Regions from separate parts of the Cricetulus griseus genome. Here region 1 is linked to region 2. The links are chromatin contacts, called in public Hi-C maps. All regions are on one chromosome and are shown on one strand. The core of a region is the stretch at or near the end of the contact, and the rest is flanking DNA. Distances in the headings are between cores, read along the strand shown. Region 1 holds the start of Pacsin2 (protein kinase C and casein kinase substrate in neurons protein 2). Region 2 overlaps Pacsin2 (protein kinase C and casein kinase substrate in neurons protein 2).

What was found. Hi-C and Micro-C count contacts between places; a contact is called where the count stands out from the background.
Region 1: a Hi-C map of fibroblasts shows a contact between it and region 2, with 1.6 times the contacts expected there. The contact joins the promoter of Pacsin2 here to the enhancer-like site in region 2. A contact is called at or near these places in 3 of 8 Hi-C or Micro-C datasets (the CHO-K1 cell line and fibroblasts).

The regions. Positions count from the first base shown.
Region 1 is chr2:380,364,883-380,367,582 of CriGri-PICRH-1.0, forward strand. It overlaps Pacsin2 (protein kinase C and casein kinase substrate in neurons protein 2), which reads right to left and starts at 1,395. Exons shown (of 10, transcript XM_027396120.2): 1 at 1,254-1,395.
Region 2 is chr2:380,313,668-380,316,367 of CriGri-PICRH-1.0, forward strand. The region is part of intron 1 of Pacsin2 (protein kinase C and casein kinase substrate in neurons protein 2); the gene reads right to left. Among named protein-coding and RNA genes, the nearest start is that of Pacsin2, 51 kb to the right of the region's middle. Within about 2 kb of position 1,409, at least 5 of the 6 cell types and tissues checked have open chromatin away from gene starts, as enhancers often do. A contact at or near this core is called in the CHO-K1 cell line and fibroblasts, where this site is marked.

The DNA.
Region 1 (2,700 bases), core at 145-2,644, 51 kb after region 2:
AGCCAGGGCTACTGAGAAACCCGGTCTTGAAGGGGGAAAAAAAAATCCTGCACAGACAGAAGACATCTAATCAGTCTTCTTTCTACTCCTTTGTGCTCAGTTACTTTCCCACGTAATAAGTACCCATCAGCCTAATGGTCAGTTTCTTTAAAGTCTCCAGACCACAGGGGAAAAAACACACATCACACAAGTTTTTCATGTAATGGCCTCATGGCTCAGGATAGCTTCACCAGGAGACTGCCAAACTCTACAGTTAAATGTAAATGTACAAACCAAAAGTGTTCCAAGTAAATCAAAAAGAATCCCAACTAGACTGGCACTCATTCAGTGCTCAAATACCCTACGACGGAAAAGGGGGTCTAACACAGAACACTGCCCACCTGGATGATCCCTTTGCGAAGGGCTCCAAGCTGTCAAGCCTAGGGGCACAAGAACAGAACTTAAGCAAACTGAAAAACCTGCAGTGGGAGAGGAAGATGTGAGCTCACATCTACCATTCAGGATTAAATAGATTTACATCAGAACAGAGCAGGAGTGTTTGTTAAACATCGTAATGAGTAGCCCTGGAGACCGTCAGCAACCTACTCCCCTTAATCACAAAACCCCAGGGCAGCTGCGGTCAAGGAAAGACGGCAAGAGCCAGGAATGGTGTGCAAACCCCGGACCAAAGTCATCTTCCCTTGAGGACCCAACAAGAACGCAGCATCGCTGGGGCGTGCCTACTTCCAGGTCTAATCTCTAAGGCCATGAGGTCCCCTGCCAGCCCCTCTGATCCAGTCCTGAAGAAAGAAAAGCCGACCGTCTGAGAGGGGGGCCTCCGCAAGCCTGGAGTCTTTAGGGAGAGAAGAACGCGGCTTTTGAGCCCCACTGGAGGAGAGAGGCAGTTGACACTTCGGATCCAACGTGTCTAGAAAACTATGAAAGTCAAAAGGACAGCATCCAGCCTTTCCTGTCTCTCCACACACCCCTAGGTCATGTTCACCAGGCAGGCTTGGCACTCACCACCGAAGACACCAAGCGTGGGAAGGACGGAAATGGGAGTCCGCAAAGCACCCCAGGAGTACGCCCGCATGGGTCCGGCCCGCTCCGGCCGCCCCTGGGGCCTCCCCCGCTCCTACCGCCGGTGCGTGGCCCCTTGCGCGCGGACTAGAAGTTTCGAGCGGCGCGCCCCCGCGAGCTCGGCCCCGGCGCGGCCTGACAGGGGTAGGCGCGGCCACCGACCCGCGTCTCAACCGTCGCGGCGCACCCCTCACCTCGACCGCCGCTGGCCTCGGGTCCCGCTATGAACGCCGCCCGGCCAGGCTGCGACTCCGACCCCTTCCCGTTCCGCTCCAGCCGAGCTCACTGCCCGGCCCTGCCCAGACCCGCCGCGGCAGCTTCTGCCGCCAGCCAAGACCGCGCCGCCCCCGCCGCGCCCGCTGTGTTCTTCCCATTGGCTGCCGGGATCAAGGCCCCGCCCTCCAACCCCTTCCGCTCCCCGGATTGGGCAGACCGGAGCAGAGGCAGCACGCCCCCAAGCACGCTCAAGGGGACTACTCTGGGTGAGTATTAGCGGCCTCCCCTGTCAGTCAAACGAGGAGCGCCTACTTATGCAGCTGAAAGGCCAGCATGGGTCACTCCCCAGGAGCCGCCCTGAGGCTGGGGTCTGTAGGACTTTATCTTAGACAGGCCAGAGTTCCGTGGTTTTCCTAGCAACCAGGAGCATTGTGGTGCCTGACCGAGAATTTAGAGAAGGTGAACTTTAAGAAAGTTTCATCGGATCTGCAGAGACTGCTGCTTTTCCAGAAGGCCCGGGTTCCAGTCCAAGCACCCATGTGCACGGTCAGTGACTTCAATCCAGGGAATCTGACGCCCTCTTCTGCCCTTTGTGGGCACCAGGCACGCACGTGGTGAGGGCAAACATACACACACACACACACACACACACACACACACACACACACACACACACACTTCTTTTTATTTAAAAAGTTTCCTCCAAGTCAGGAGTGGTAGGGCACGCATTTAATCCCAACACAGAGGAGGCATAGGCAAGCGGGTGTCTTTGCATTCGTGGCCACCGTGGTCTACATAGTGTGTTCCAGGGTAGCCAAGGCTACATAGTGAGAGCAGTGTCTTAATAAACAAAAAAGAAGAGGAAGTGGAGTGGAGAAACTTCCCTCCAGAGGACAAGCCTTCAGGGCACCAAGCAATGCACAGACATTTTGATTCTCACAGTAGTCCTGCCTGATAAGGCGTTAGCCCCAGGAACAGAGGGAAATGATAATGAGTCAAAAAAGCTAATAACTTCCTGAGCACTGCCTCACACTGTCAGAGATACCCGAGAAAGGGTCTGAGAAATTGATTGCAGGTAACTTTCTGGGTACTATGTGGAGTAAAGAGTAAATGGCGGTGGATAGTGGCTTGTAATCCACTCAAGAGGCTGCTACAAAAGAATGTCTGAGAGTTCCTGGCTAGCTTGGGCAACAGAATTAGACTCTAATTGGAAGAAAAAGAGGAAATGGCCCAGGCAAGCCAGGGATACACCGAAAGATACTGGCACAAATGAACAAATGAAGCTACATATGGAGATATATGCCTATAATCCCAGCACTTGGGGAGACAGAGACATTCAAGGTCAGTCTGGGATACATAATGAGAACCTGTCTCAACTTCCCTGCAAATTAACAGAAAAGGCCAGTGTGGTAGCATAGCACTTGG
Region 2 (2,700 bases), core at 159-2,658:
GCAGAACCTGAAGACATCTAGCCAGCACAGGTTCCCTAAGACTCAAGAATATGCTCAGAAACTAGTGTGAGATGATTTCATGTGCTATCCCTAAACTAGTTACCTCTAAAATACCACACTTTGAGGTGGCCATGAACTGCCTCTTCCACACAGTCCTCTGGGCCTATCTTTAGACCCTGGACAATCATCTAGGAAATACACTTTCTCCAAGAGCAGAGAAGAACCTTACAGAACCATCCCAAGTGCATGGGCCAGAAGACAAAGTAAATATGGCCAGAATGTGAGGGCTAGCAAACAGGCTGTCTTTAAAGACTGAATCTCAAAACAAAGAACCTCCTCAAAGATAAATGACCAGTAAGAGTAACTGAAACACTCCTGAAAACGAAGCCAGGGAGGTGAAGAATGGCTCCTATCTGATAATAGCTTAGTAACCTAAGAGGAGGCATTTCCCAGGGCTGCAACTGGAGTCCAGTAAAAGCCTAACAAACTGCCTTCCTTCTGCAGTAGTCAGTTTGTCTTTGCTGACAAATCAGAGGAACTGAGCAAGAGAAATATGACAGGAATATGGAAGTGAGGAAAAAGAGAAATTGGTGTAGGAATCCTGAATGTGTATAACTTGGGCATTTCTAATTTGTCCTCAGGACTCTGTCTACTCATGTCCAAACTTAATACCATGCCAAATGAGGAAGAAATAGGTTCTATGTTTTGTTACAAAAAAAAAAAAAAAAAACCAGGCATGGTGACTCATACTAACAATCCCAATACTCAAGAGGCGAGTGAGGAGGATTGCTACAAGTTCCAAAAGCTTGAGTCTAGCCTTGGCTATGTAATGAGTTCCAGGCCAGCCTGGACTACAGTATGAGGTTGCCTCTAAACAAAGTGTAAGAGGGAAAAAAAAAAAAAAATCACTTGTGTTTGAGGATCCCAAGAACTAAGGGCGGGCCAGGATGTAAAACCGACACTTCCCAAGCCAACCAGCCTATCTGTACTCTCAACCAGGAGACCTGGAAGTAAAGGCCTTGAGGAAGAGGGAACAGTTGCTCACTCAGCCCCAAGATGGGAGGCCTGGCAGCCCTGAGTCACACAGCGCCTTCCACCGACCAGCCCCTTCTTTCCAACATTCAGAAGCAACAATGGACTCTTCCCATTCAGAGAGAATTGCTATTGCAGCTGGGGAAACACTGCTTCCTACCCTGACCAGGAGACAGCTTGAGGGACTAGAAAGTCCAGTGTGTGAAAGCACAGGCACACAGACCTAAGGAAATATTATGGAGCCTTAGTAACAGAAACCATGAGGAAACTCTGCTTGCACAGAACTGTTTAAAAATAAACAGTACTGAAATACCAGCAGAGCTAGTGACTCACACTGTCCTCAGTGCTGAGAGAACAGCAGCTCCTTGACACACTTACTTGTCTCCCGGGCTTCTTCCCCAGTGGAGAAACAAGGCAGAGTAAAGAGAAGTCTACGGGTTGTCTAATTTTACCAGATGAGTAAGATCTTACATATTTAGTTAAGAGTACAGAGACGAACATTCATGCAGTGAACCTCAACAAAGGCAAAATTCTAAAGCGGAACCAGGGCTGCGTGAGCTACACTGAGGATACCATGGCTCAGCCAGAAGGTGGGACCTTGACGGCATTCATATGCTCACTACCACATGACCACTTCTTGGCTATGCACACCACCCTCACCTTCATGTTCTCAAACTGCTCTCAATAACAGAAGACCCTCAGAGGCCTCATACTATGGCCAACCTACCTCTCCAGTGGCCTCAGCCTCTGTGAACAACTAGTATGACACACTGTTGCCCCAGACTGCTCTTCCTAGTCAACTCCTATTCACCCTGATAGGCCTGGTGTGAGGGTCAATCTCTCCTCTACCATCCCAGTGAAGGTGGGAGCCACACCAGCATGAAGAGCCCATACCAAGGTATGACAGACACCCCACCCAACCCACAGATCCCCAAGCAGTAGGAAGGTCCAGCACACCTTGGACACCAGTCACAGGCATGGGGCTGGCTCAGTTAGAAGTCCTGAACTCCCTCAATCTTCCCAACCCCTTCAAAATAAAGTAAAGCAGATACCCACCCACCCAGCAGATTGCTCAGTTCACCCACCCTCCTTGACCCATACACATGCAGAGAATAAGCAACCTCATTTTGCCAAATGTTTGTCTTGTATCAACCCTAAGAACCCATGGCATTTAAACTGAACAGAATTGCAAGTATTTTTGGAACCAACCAATCAATTACTGGAGGTAGCTCTGGGAAGATCTGTGGCTATCACCTCTCTATTTGCAGTAGAACTCTAGTTCCTAGGCGGTTTCCTGTCAGAAAGCAGCAGACATGTGATTAGAGAATATCGGGCCTCAGAGTGAAAATGAAGACAGATCCGAAGCCCAGAGAAAGGCATGTCAGTCTGTTTACAGGAGAAAAGTCTCAAGCAGAAACACTTGCTACTTTGGAACCACAGTCAATGAAAGAAAGACTAGACCTTCCCTTTTGATTCTTAAAGGAAAGGAGGTATCACACAACAGCTGCTGCTCTCTGCCCAGCAGGCTTCAGAAGACGTCAGTGAAGCTCCTTCTGCCAGACTGTGGTATGTGCCAAGGCTCACACCAAGCAGAGAGTTCATAAACACTAATGGTCCTGCTCTGCCAGGTCCTCCAGGCTCAGCTACCTCCTCCTAACAGCCTGTCAC